3 separate regions of the Mus musculus genome follow, and all the other regions are linked to region 2. The links are chromatin contacts, called in public HiChIP or PLAC-seq and promoter capture Hi-C maps. All regions are on one chromosome and are shown on one strand. The core of a region is the stretch at or near the end of the contact, and the rest is flanking DNA. Distances in the headings are between cores, read along the strand shown.

Region 1 (4,153 bases), core at 1,317-3,816, 2.2 Mb after region 2:
AAGAAGGCATCTAATCTGGAACTGGAGCTAAGAATGGTTGTGAATAGCAACCATGTGGGTACTAGGAACCAAACCAGAGTCCTCTGCAAGAACAAGTGCTCTTAATTACAGAGCCAGTTCTCCTGCCCCTCAAGTGGTTTTTCAACCATGTTCACACATTAAAAATATCTAGGAAATCAACAATATGTTTAAAAACATAAACTTTACAGGAAAGTATCCAATACCAACAGAAAGTGTTCCCTAAGAATCAGAAGGAAACAAAGGATACAAACAATCTTAGGAGGTGATATGTGGGTTTGTTATTTTAATTGTGGCAATGATTTTATAAATATTAACATATTAAATATTAAGTGTCACAATTGAAATATGTATGTATTATACTTCAGAGAGTTCTTGTTTAATTAAATGCTGTTGTCTAGGTCCTATCCTGCCCTTGCTGGAAACAGGGTGGGGAAGGTTCCTTCTGAGAGTAAAAATTTTAAGTTCTGCAAAATACTATATGTGGCCAAGACAGAGAAATGCTATTCCATAGCCAGCATTTTCTCCTTTCTTTCCTTCCATTTTCTTGAAAAGTCTCACTCACACATCTCTACTTTATTGCCATAAGTAATCTTATGACTGGTTTTGGAGCTACACTCTTAAAAGTCACCTATGAAGATTTCTTAGGCTTGATTACAAATAGGCAACAGGATGCTGAATAAAAGTGAACTAGAAGATATACTTAAACTTATTGTCAAAATTACACCATTCTTTAAAAATGTAACCAAAGGGGATTTTATAAAATAGAAGAATAAAAACAAACAAAAAAGTAGAAAAAGGAAAGCAGGGTCCTTCAGTATGGCTCTGGTGGTAAAAGCTCTTGCCACCAAGCCTGATGAAAGGAAAGACAGAACTCTGTCTGCATTGACCCAACCCAGTCTCCACCTGGCATGCATACCCAGAGACTGTAGCTACTGATTATTAACGGGATTTCTAATTTGTTTCTGGAAATAATGTTAATAAATCAAATGACTGTAAAATGAGTCAATTGTAGAGTCTGGTTTCTAAATACATGCTGGGCTTCCCCCTTACTACTAAAGTGAAATTATCTGAATACTTGATTTTGATACCACTCCTGACAAAGAAACCTTTCCCCTTTCTTGTCCTTCAGTGTACTTCAAAAACGTGATACAAAGAGTCATCTTATAAACCTTAAAATGTATTCACCTAAAGGGGAAAAGTGGTCACAAACGATCGGGGGTGGGGGTTGGGGGGAGGAGGCTGGTGCCATTGGCAACAGAGCAGTCCTAGGAAAACACACCTCCCAGAACTATCGCATTGTTTCAAGGTTACCCTAATCTTTGTGGCTTTATGTAGATAAAAGTTGTAACAACTGAAAACCTCAAACTGCAACGCGTGGCATGAACCACAGGGCTGGCACATCTCCTGCAAAACCTACCTTGTTACCCAAAGGACACCCAGTGTACAGAAAGCCAGTGTTACCCTGCATGCAACCAGTAGCAGTCTCTGTATCGCAGCAGCACTCCCCCTACCTGAGCAGTGGAGCCGCTGCCCGCGTGCAATAGCGTTTTATCCCAGAAGCGATTCAGTGCAGTGCAAAACCACTAGGGCCAAATTCTTCAGGAACCTCTAAACTCTAAAGGTACAAAGCAAACACATGCACGCTGCAGGGCAGAGACCCAGTTTTGCTGAAGCTTGCAAACCTGGGGTGTTTTCGTGCGGGGAGGGGGGGGGCAAGGAAGGAAAAAAGAACGAAAGGAAGAAAAGAAAGAAAAAAGAAAGAAGCTTACAAAAAAACAAAAACAAAAAACCGTTCAGTGGACAGAAAACCCTGTCGATCCTCGAGGGCGGTCACAGCAGCCGCAGAAGAGGCAGAACTCCAGGGTCCAGCGCGGCGCAGGCAGAAGAGGAGCTCTCCTGGTGGTGGACAGACAGACCGGTCTGGCACTCCGAACCCCCAGCCCCACGGGATTCAAGACCCGAGCGAGCACCGCTCTGAAGAGCACCGGGTCTGCGGAGCCAGCGTGGGCGGCGAGGCCAGGCTTTGGGCGGCGCGGACGGGTGGGCAGTGGCCATAGGCTACGGTGGGCTCTGTGCTAGGCCGACCCTGGGGCACCCCCAGCTCATCGCCCAACCGGGAACGGAGCCTCGTTCACAGCGGGCAGCCGGCCGCGGCCAACTTAGGGTTCTCGGGCCGCGCCTCGCGCGGGAGCCGTTACCCGCAACGGGCCGCCGCCCCAGGACGAAGTCCTACCCGCCGCCGGCAACAGCTTCAGCCCCGCTCCTCCCAGACCAAAGAAAGTTCTCGGTCTCCCGGCGCCTCAGGGGCCGGCGTACGGCTCGCGGCAGACTCACCAGAGCAGCTCCGGACCTACCGCGGCCTCCCCCCACGACCACGGCGACCACGGCGACCACGGCGACCGGGCGACTGCGCTCCGCCGGCAGCCGCGCCACCTGCCCCTCTCCTTCTAGCAGCACGAGTCCGGGCGAGCCATCTTCCCTCCTCTCTCTGACTGACAACCCAGCCCGGACAGCCGCCACTGCCGCCAGCCTCTCTGACAGGCACCACCAGAGACCCGTCCCCAAGCAGCCAACCACCACCGTCCCACACTGGATCAGCCTATCACTGACCCCCAGGGTGGGCCCAGAACAACTTCTCCACCAATGAGAATCTGAAACTATTGATGGGGGGGGGGCGATTTGAGTGGGCGTGGTCTGCGCGATGGGCGTGGTCCGGGAACGCCCAGGGGAGACGATTGACTGTGTGGTTAGTGGTGACAACTAAGAAGTTCCATGAAGGTCTCAGGATCTCTCTGAGCCCTTTAGACCTTAAGTCTTACCAGATGCTTTAAAACGTAATCAGAAAAGGACAGCAAGCTGATATTCAATTACTCGAATCATTTCCCAAAAGTATATCAAAATTTGACCGGATTCTGGGGGGTGTGTGTGGGGTGTGTGTGTGTGTGTGTGTGTGTGTGTGTGTGTGTGTGTCTGTGTGTGTGTGTGTGTGTCTGTCTGTCTGTCTGTCTGTCTGTCTGTCTGTCTGTGTCTGTGTGATTTCGGAAATAGCAATTAAAATACTACCTTTTCTTATGTTCATTGCTTTTGACTTTAGCCTTGAAAATTTCAAATATGGTGTCTAAAAGACAACTGAAGAGTTAAAAAAAATATTACTGCTTTTGCACCCATGTGGAAGCTCACAACCTCTATAACTTCAGTCTCAGGGGATCAGTAGCCCTCTTCTGGCCTCTGCCCTCATCCAGGTACACATGCACCTAACACACACACACACACATAAATTAAAAGAATTTTAATAGTAAAAGGGAGGATGGAGAGTTGGCTCAGAGCTTAAGAGCACTTGCTGATCTTCCAGATGAATGGGGTTCAGTTCCCAGCACCCACATCAGGACTCTAGTACAGCAGATCTGACACTTCTGGCCTCGAAGGTATCTGCACACATATGGTACACATACATACATACACACTCAGCCATACATATATACACATTAAATAAATAAATATTTTTCTTTAGAAAAAAATTAAGTATATTTCTCTACTTTTTTCCATAAGCCATTTTTCGTCTTCCACACCTACTTATCCTACAGATAACGTTTTATATATATATATATATATATATATATAGCCAATACAGCATATGCTCCGAGCTCCCCCTATTACAACCCTCTCAACTCAAATCTGGTTGAATTAGAAAGAAAGAGAGAGAGAGAGAGAGAGAGAGAGAGAGAGGAAGGAAGGAAGGAAGGAAGGAAGGAAGGAAGGAAGGAAGGAAAGAAAGAAAGAAAGAAAGAAAGAAAGAAAGAAAGAAAGAAAGAAAGAAAGAAAGAAAGAAAGAAAGAAAGAAAGAAAGAAAGAGAGGAAGAAGGCAAATTTCAACCTGGAAGAAAGGAAGTCATTCTAAGTTAATGCTAGAGATGACAAAATGTCTCCCAAAACACTAAGCAAGTTTTTAAAACATACCAAAGAAATAATAAGCACATATTATATACATATACACATACACATATACATATATATATATTGAACATTGTATATACATATGTATATACATACATGAAGTCAACCAGGCCATGTTGTTAGGCTTCATTAAGCACATTGCAAAAACAAGATGATGGTGTTAAATCCAACACAACCA
Region 2 (4,397 bases), core at 1,217-3,716:
CTCACTACAGGATTACCGCGACACACAAACGCAACACGTGCCATGGGAAACATTTAAAAATTATATTCAACAAGTGCCCACGGTAAGCGGCTATGGGAATTAATGTAGATCATTAAAATGAGAGACCCGACACTTGAAATACTTTCTGGCGTGCAGGGCTATAAACCAAAACCCCTACAGCAGGAGGCTAAGTTGTGCTTTTAACCATCCTTGGTGTACGCCAAGCTGTCCAGGAGCATTCACAGGGGGCTTCCAACGGAATGAGGAAGTTCTGAGTTCCGACAAGCAAAATACACAGCCGGGAGCAAAGGTGGAGGCGAAGGGCTGAACAGCGTTTACAAGGCTTTGTATCTCTCCCGGCACGCGGGTGCGTGCAGCGGGGTCGCTCCGCCGTGGGCAGGGGGGGTGCCTTAGGGGGCCTTTCGGGGTACAGGAGGGCTCGGTCCTCAGCTGTTCAGCCCGCTCCGTGAGTCAGCAGCCTCACCAGGATGAAGGAACCACAGGTGCACAAGGAAGACGCCCCCACCCTCCTTTCCGAGAAACCGGGGACACTTCAAATTACAGCACTGAGCAGCAGGGGCTCGTCACAGTCCCCCGAGTCCCGGAGCAGATTGCCGGGGTCAAGGCTACCGAGCCAGGGGTTGCTAGGGACAGGGCTGGGGCAGGGGCGCCCGAGGCAGGGCGGAAACTGGGTTGGTGGGCACGTACCGGAGGTCAGAGCGTGGGTGATGGCGGTGCCCTGGCCCTCCGCGGCGCTCGGCAGGAGCAGCATGCTGGTTGGGGCTGGTCCCGCGGACGCCGCGGCTCACGGCCGGCAGGCAGGGCCCTCCGCGTCCGCACTACCTGTGGTCTGAGCCTCGCGCCTAGGCTTTACGCCCCGGAGCCGGCGCATGGAGACGACCAGTGAGCACTTCCGGGATGGGGCTCGCACGGCGCGGCCGCCAACCCCACCCCCACGGCCTCGCGCCAATGCGCGCGGCCGCCTACTTCCTCTGTGACTCTAAACCGACCGGAGACCAAGGAGCTCGAAGGAACAGTTCCTAGACGCATCAGTTCCTACGTGAAAAGGATTGTTTTGGTTTTTGTTTTGTTTTTTTGTTTGTTTTTTCACGTGAGAGCAAGACGGAGGAAATAATTTTGAAAAAGAACTTCACTCACTTTTGTCACCCAGGCCGGCCTCTAACTTGTGAATATCCTGTTTAAATCTCCCAAGTGCTGAGCTACCACCAATCTCTAGGTACCTCATAAAAGTGGAATCATATAACTATATATCATTGTATTGTTATATTAATAATGTTATATATTATAACATTGTCTCTATGTGAGCGGTGTATTCACTAGTATAATGGTCACAGAATTTATTTTTTTAAGGCCAAATAATACTATATTCCCATAACCACATTTTTGTTTACCCATCTTATGTATTTGGGTACTTGGGTTATTCTTCATTTGGCCTTTGCTAATGCAGCTATAAATAGGGCTGTACACGGATCTCTTTGAAATCCTATTTCCAACTTTTTGGCATTTGATATTTAGCAGTAGGATAACTAGTTTATATAGATTTTATTTTAGTTATTTTCAGTTTTTCGCAAGCACTGCAGTATTTTACACCAACAGTGTAAACAGCATCTATTTTTTTTTTCAACATCCGGTCAAACTTTCTTTTTAAACATAATAGTGATCCATGGGTCGGTCATGGTGGCGCACAGCCTTTGTCGCAGCAGATACCTCTAAGTTCTCAGACAGCCTGATCTGTTGCTAGATAGCCAGGACCACGCAGAGCCAGTCTTAAGAAGGAGAGAGAGAAAGAGAGAGGGGAAGGAGGAGGAGAAGGAGGAGGAGGAGGAGGAGGAGGAGGAGGAGGAGGAACCATCCTAAAGAGAATGACGTGCTTTTGATTTTAACATCCTTTCATGCGTCCGTTTATTGGCATTTGTGTATCTCCTCTAGAGAAATATGTCCAAATTCTTTACCTACTTTCCTTCCCTCTATCTTTTAATCTTCCCTCCTCCTTTCCTGTCATAACAACCAGATTCCTTTCTTGTTGTGGATCTTTGTATAACCTGGATACACACTCCCTAACAGAAATGCATTATCTTTATTCAATTTGTAGATCTAGCCACCAATTAACTGCGTCCAAACTGCCAGGCATTCTACAAGGCCTGCTCTGTAGCGCCTTTCCAGTCTTGCGAGGCAAACTATTTAGAGATGAAATAAACTACCCGCCTATGTGTATTATTTACTAGTGACTAAATCACGATTTTAGGTCATCAACTGAGCTAGGGCTAATCTTGGACGTTCCTATTCGGGTATCTAAAAAAGACTGGAGTTGTGAGGGAGCGGGGTGAACACGCGTTTCCTTCCACCAGACAACCCTTCCTCCCGTCAGCCGTGCGTGCAGTCCCCAGATGTCCAGGGAACCGGCGCCCGGGCGCGGAGCTACTTCCGGTGGGGAAGAGAAAGGGAAGACACCAGCGGAAGCGGGAAAGGTGCTGTGTAATCACCGAGACGCGGAGGCACTTGCGGCTTCTAAAATGCCGGATTACCTAGGTGCGGACCAGCGGAAAACCAAAGAGGAGGAGAAGGACGACAAGCCCATCCGAGGTGAGAGGACACGGGCCGGGAGCGGCCGGCGCTGGCACCGCAGAGGCGCAGGATTCCCGCCGCCTCGGTGCCCTGCCGGCCTTAGATCCGAGCGGTGACCGCTCTGGGCCGCAGCCCCGTCTGTCTGTCTGTCTGCCTCACGTCCGCCCCCTCGAATATTTTACCAGGCGCTGAGGTTCTGTATCTCCTGAAGTCTTGCAGGTCTTCAAAAAGTGGCCAGCCAGGTGGGCTGTGAATTCTACCTCCCGGCCCTGTTCCCTCCTTCCCAGTTGTAGCAGCTTGGCTACAGATTGTCACTGTGTAGCGACAATCCTGAAACACGATGGTACAAGAGAGATAGAAGAGATAAACTCTCATCTTGACCCCATGATTCCAGCCACGAAGTGAATTGCCATTTTACTCTTTTTTTTCTAGATATTTTTAACAAGACTCGAGTGTGTCTGTCATAATGTGTCTTGCTGTATATCAGCATCTTGAATTTAGAGATTTCGTGATAGCAAGTGCTGTTCCCTCCATGTGCTTATTGTCCTATGTTGTGGTAGTACAATAACATTTAATTATTGGTGGAGATTTCGATTGTTAACAGTTCACAAATGACCGTGTTATAGAACCTATCACATGGAAGTTACAGGCTAAATTCTAGAAGCAGGGGTATCATTATTGCCAAATGACTCCCACAGAGACTAGGCTTGTTGACATTTTTTTTCACTCATGTATGATATGTAGTCAAAATTTGGATGTAATCTTCATCCCCACACCTTTTTTAGTTTTTTCCCCCACTCCCCTCTTTTTTGCTCTTGTTTTGTTTTGTTTGTTTTGTTTTGTTTTTTACCATTTTTAGCTTTATCTTCATACTTAGTTTTAAATTTCTTTTACCTTAAGAACTATTTTTCAATGTTGCTGTGTCTCGCTCTTCCCTTTCTTAACAACTTCAACTCTCCTAGCACCTATCCTTCACCATTTATGCTGCTTCTCTCAGAGAAAGCATTTTTATCTTCACTGACTCTGCCACATGACTTAAACGTGTTTTACACCGTTGAGAGTTTCAGGAACTCCGGCCCTATTGGAAAACTTAGTCAGAAAGTTTGTATGTCATCTGTTTATACTAACCTATGTCTTTCTCTGGATGTAATAATTTTGCAGTTCAAGTATGACTAAAGTGTGTTGGATTTTAAGTGCATCTTATATGATCTTTACAGAAACATTGTGAAGGTAAAGTTCTCTTTGTGTTAGATGATGAAATGAATGCTGGAGAAATGAAATGGATTGCCTAAGGTAACCTTGTAGCTATGACTTATTCTTACCTAGCCATGAGGTTGCTGCAGTTTCAAGCCTCATGATCTTTTGTCCCCTGTCTTGGTTCTGTGGCATCCTTTTAAATGGGAGTTTGATACCCTGGGATCACCTGACTCCTGGTGACTGTCATCCCAGTCTAATGACGCTTAGATTCACTCCATTTTCACTTCTAAAGTGGCAAACTTCCCATCATACTTTATGCTCTTCCTTTTTAACTCTGGGAACTTCATTGTTTCATATCTCTTTCTGCGTATAGGCTATCCACATTATTCAAACCATTTCAACCTTATCTATCAATTTACTTCAACTCAGGCTTTGGGTTCACCCGGCCCCTCCTGCTGATTGTTCGTGCTGTTGACTGCACTTGGCCAGAGTCTCATCCTCTTCCTCAAGCCCTCAGTTTAGCTCCTGTGCTCCTGGCTGATGGATGGATGACCTTTCTCCTTTTCCTCAAGAGTTCTCTTCTGCGTTACCTCTCACTCAGTTCTGCCTCAGAG
Region 3 (4,334 bases), core at 895-3,394, 2.9 Mb after region 2:
GAAAATATATGCTATCTTAACATCATGAAAAAACCTTTAACTCCTGTACAGAAAGACCGATCTACAGAAAACAAGAAAGGTAGCAGGATCTTTGGGAGGTAAGACTCAGGTTTCACTTTGCACGGTAAGTTTCTGATTTAATTGCAAAGAAGGAAATTTCTTTTCTTTTCTTTTTTCTTTTTTTTTCTTTCTCTTTTTTCTTTCTTTTTTTGTTTTTTGTTTTTTGGAAACAGGGTTTCTCTGTGTAGCCCTGGCTTTCTGGAACTCAGTCTGAAAGCCAGGCTGGCCTCGAACTCAGAGATCCATCTGCCTGTACCTTGCAAGTGCTGGGATTAAAGGCCTGAGCCACAACTACTCAGCTTTTTTTTTTTAATATTTATTTACTTATTATATGTAAGTACACTGTAGCTGTCTTCAGACATTCCAAAAGAGAGCAACAGATTTCGTTACAGATGGTTGTGAGCTGCCATGTGGTTGCTGGGATTTGAACTCAGGACCTTTGGAAGAGCAGTCGGCACTCTTAACCACTGAGCCATCTCACCAGCCCAACTTTCTTTATTTTTTCTTTTCTTTTATTTATTTTTTATTTTTTTAAATTTATTTATTTATTTATTTTTGTTTTTCGAGACAGGGTTTCTCTGTTCCTGGAACCCACTTTGTAGATCAGGCTGGCCTCGAACTCAGAAATCGGCCTGCCTCTGCCTCTAGAGTGCTGGGATTAAAGGCGTGCGCCACCACGCCTGGCAGTTTTTTGTTTCTTTGTTTCTTTGTTTTTTGAGACAGGGTTTCTCTATATAGTCGTGATTGTGCTGGAACTAATCAATTTCCTTAGAGTGGAAACAGTTATCTACAGATACAGTTTTCTTGGGTTTACAGTCACTTTCTTTTGTTTGGTTCTGAAAGCTTTGTCAGTTTGGAGGGCATAACAAACAACTTGCAAATCTGATCCTTATCATAATAACAATTTGTTTAGTTCCTGATTCACAGTGAGGCCAGGCATTTTTGGACTGACTAAGCAGGCCTGCTCTGGGTTCTCCAGTACGTGTGTGGGAAGCGGGTGTTGAATGATGGATCTAGCTTCACTGGCAGGCTGGCAATTGGCAAACTCCTCGCTGGGGTTCCTGGTTGCTTAGGCTCCTGCAGGCTTGCTCAGGCCTCCTCTCACAGTCTGCAGCAAGATGGGGCTCAACACCAGAGCATTGTTTCTTTTCTCATAGTATTTAAAAAAAAAAAGGCCTTTTTTTTTTTTTTTTTTTTTGGTTTTTGGTTTTTGGTCTTTTTGAGACAGGGTTTCTCTGTTTAGCCCTGGCTTTCCGGAACTCACTCTGTAGACCAGGCTGGCCTCGAGCTCAGAAATCCCCCGCCTCTGCCTTCCAAGTGCTGGAATTAAAGGCGTGCGCCACCACTGCCCGGCGTCTTCATTTTTTTATGCCCGTTTGGATTGTTCCCTTACATAGACATAAGGGCACATGCATTTTTCACAGCGCTGAGCAAAGCAGATGTCTCTATCTACTGTACTCATGGTGGGAGTAGCCGCTGGAGGGAGGCATGGGTAGCGTACCTAACTTCACCATGAGCGGGGATCCTGGTGGGATTGTGGAGGGTAGTGTGAGAATCCTTTAGTCTAGGGGATCCCCTAGGCCTAGTAGAGGGAAGACGAGAAAAGGTTCAGGAAAACAGGTCTTGCTCTGTCAAGGCTTTTGGGGAATAAATAAAGGCAGACTCATTTTCCTCTGACTCTGAAAAACTCGGTCTGGGAGTGGTCCGAAGACCTCGTGATTGAAGACTAGCATTGCCTCACTTCCATTCCTCACCACGCCTCTTCCCCCTGCACAGCAGACCCCCTCCCACCGCTTTTGACCAGTTTTAGCCTTGCCTTTCCACCTAACAGCTCCACCTACAGTCGGCCCTTGCCTCCATCTTCCTCCTCGCCCGGTCCCACATCCGCTCCACCGCAAACTACCAGCCCCGCCCACAGATCGCCTGACCCTCAGCGCGGCCCTCGCCCCAACCACTTTGTCTCTCTTCCCCCTTACACGTCAGCCCCGCCCTAGCTACACTCTCCCTATTTCCATCTACTCTGTTGTCCCGCCCCATATCAGCCCCGCCCATTAAATACTAGCCCCGCCCACAGCCGCGTTTTCAGGGCTTCCTTCCGTTCGATGCTTCAGATCGCCCTTCAAGCCCCTTGGCCCCACCCTTCCATGCAGCTCCGGTCCTCGACCGGCCTTCCGGACAGCGCGAGGGGGCGGAGCCGGGGGCGGGGCCGGCCTCACCCGGAATGAAAACAAACGGCGGCCTTTGCCGCATCCGGGCACTCGGCAGGTCGCAGCTGGCTCGGCAGTGGCGCAGGTGAGACGGCTGCGGCAGCGACCGGGCCTTGGGCCTGGGCCTGGTAGCGCGGCCGGGGCGGCCGTGGGCTCGGTGGGCAGGAGCGGCCAGGCGGACGCGGCGAGGCGGGCTGGGGCGGAAGCGGGAGGGGGTCGCGGCGGGGCGGAGGGGAAGGGATGGACACCAGCCAGCAGCTTGAGTTTGGATGAGCTGACTGCCGGGGCTGACAGCGGAACGCGGGGTGTGAGAACGCAAGCTTTCTGGACCCACACTTGTCCTCGCCTCCTTCCCTTGCTTTTAAATAGGAGGCCCTAATGGCATGTCATTTCCCCGAGAGGGAACGTGTTGAATGTGCGTAAGGTTGTATGCAATCTCGATTGATCTACAAGTGAAAGTGGTATTTTCAACATTGATGCCTAAGGTTTCACTTTCGGTTCAGAGCGCTGATCTTGATGATTTACGTGTTTTCTGCGTTGGAACGCCCAGCAACACACATGAAACAGTTCTCCAATTAAAATTGAAAACTGGGCTGTTAGATTTTCTTCCTTTTGACCTAACACATGTCATTCTGGTACCTGTAACTGGATTTTCATAGGTTTGAATACAGTGGTTTAATTTAATTAATTAATTTTTTTGAGATGGTGACTCACTATGTAGCTCTGGTTGTCCTGGAATTCGCTAAAGGCGAGCAAAACTATAATCAAGCCGGTGGTTTAATTTTGTTCAACATTAAATCTTTATGTTAATCTGGGCATGGCATACCTTTAGCCCCAGCATTTAGGAGGCAGAGATGATCAGGTGATCTCTGTGAGTTCAAGTCCAGCCTGGTCTACATAGTAAGTTCCAGGACAGAGCTGAGTAGTGAGACTCTGTCATGGTTTTAAAAAAAACAAAACAAAAACAAAAAAACTTAGTCGGGCGTGGTGGCGCACGCCTTTAATCCCAGCACTTGGAAGGCAGAGGCGGGGGATTTCCGAGTTCGAGGCCAGCCTGGTCTACAAAGTGAGTTCCAGGACAGCCAGGGCTATACAGAGAAACCCTGTCTCAAAAAACCTAAATAAATAAATAAATAAATATTACGTGATGCAGACCTAGCAACAGTGTGGAGCACAGATGAAGGGTTGTGATAGCCTTGGCTTCTTTTATCAGACAGTGGACTGGGTACAGTCTGAAAGGCTGTTTTCAACCTTCTGAATAGCTGGGTACTAGTAAATTATCCCTGCCACCTCCTTAGGAGATGGCAGTAATCTTTTTCTCAGTTTCTAAACTGGGCGTGCTGGCACACGCCTTTAATCCCAGCACTCCGGAGGCAGAGGCAGATGGATTTCCGAGTTCAAGGCCAGCCTGGTCTACAGAATGAGTTCCAGGACAGCCAGGGCTACACAGAGAAACCCTGTCTCGAAAAATTAAAAAAAAAATTTTTTTTCTATAGATTTGAGTCCTGTGTCTGGAGGTTTAATAGACTTGTATTTGTAAGGCTCCTAAGTGCCTTGTGGTGAGCTTGTGAGTAAAAACACACAGCATGTTCATTCTCTCTCTCTCTCCCTCCCTCTGTCTCTCTCTTTCCCTCTCGCCCTGTCTGACATGCATACACACAATGTTTACTCCATGGGCTATCCTGATGACCTGTTTCTCGATCTCAGATCTGAGCACCCTTTTGAAAGCATGGTTATGGAATAATGCTTAAGTCACCACAGTTGGCTTGAAGATCAGGTGGATTCTGTTTAGAAGGCTGAAACTTAAGTTATTAATTCACATATTTTCCATTCTCTGGAATTCATGTTCACCAATGAGGAGTGAGCAGCTTCCTATTTGGTTTGATTTGGCAAGCCTTGAAACACTTGACTACCAGCTGCCCCAGGCTCTCAGTGGCCTCCCCCACCCTGTGGAAGCTATGTCACACCTCCTGTGTAAGAAAGGGGAAGTGCTGAGGACAAGAAGCACAGGATTGTGAGACAAGCTAGAGTCCATGTCGTAGGCAGTTGTCTCATGCCAGTTCTGGC

Evidence for each region. Promoter capture Hi-C pulls out the DNA fragments that hold promoters and counts their contacts. HiChIP or PLAC-seq counts read pairs in DNA pulled down with a chosen protein or histone mark.
Region 1: a promoter capture Hi-C map of pre-B cells shows a contact between it and region 2, with 8 times the contacts expected there. The contact joins the promoter of Fam126a here to the promoter of Psmc2 in region 2. A contact is called at or near these places in 1 of 39 promoter capture datasets (pre-B cells) and 1 of 484 Hi-C or Micro-C datasets (CD8 T cells).
Region 3: a contact with region 2 is called in an H3K27ac HiChIP or PLAC-seq map of bone marrow-derived dendritic cells, with 13 times the contacts expected there. The contact joins the promoter of Nub1 here to the promoter of Psmc2 in region 2. A contact is called at or near these places in 2 of 39 promoter capture datasets (liver and pre-B cells), 1 of 115 datasets of contacts at active chromatin or transcription factors (bone marrow-derived dendritic cells) and 2 of 9 other capture datasets (adipose tissue and liver).

What each region holds. Positions count from the first base shown.
Region 1 is chr5:24,028,124-24,032,276 of GRCm38.p6, forward strand. Fam126a (family with sequence similarity 126, member A) reads right to left here and starts at 2,567. Exons shown (of 11, transcript NM_053090.3): 1 at 2,356-2,567.
Region 2 is chr5:21,784,281-21,788,677 of GRCm38.p6, forward strand. It overlaps Psmc2 (proteasome (prosome, macropain) 26S subunit, ATPase 2), which reads left to right and starts at 2,467. Exons shown (of 12, transcript NM_001368661.1): 1 at 2,467-2,604. The coding sequence starts at 2,535. Dnajc2 (DnaJ heat shock protein family (Hsp40) member C2) reads right to left here and starts at 885. Exons shown (of 17, transcript NM_009584.4): 1 at 709-885. The coding sequence starts at 772.
Region 3 is chr5:24,683,671-24,688,004 of GRCm38.p6, forward strand. Nub1 (negative regulator of ubiquitin-like proteins 1) reads left to right here and starts at 2,145. Exons shown (of 15, transcript NM_016736.3): 1 at 2,145-2,352.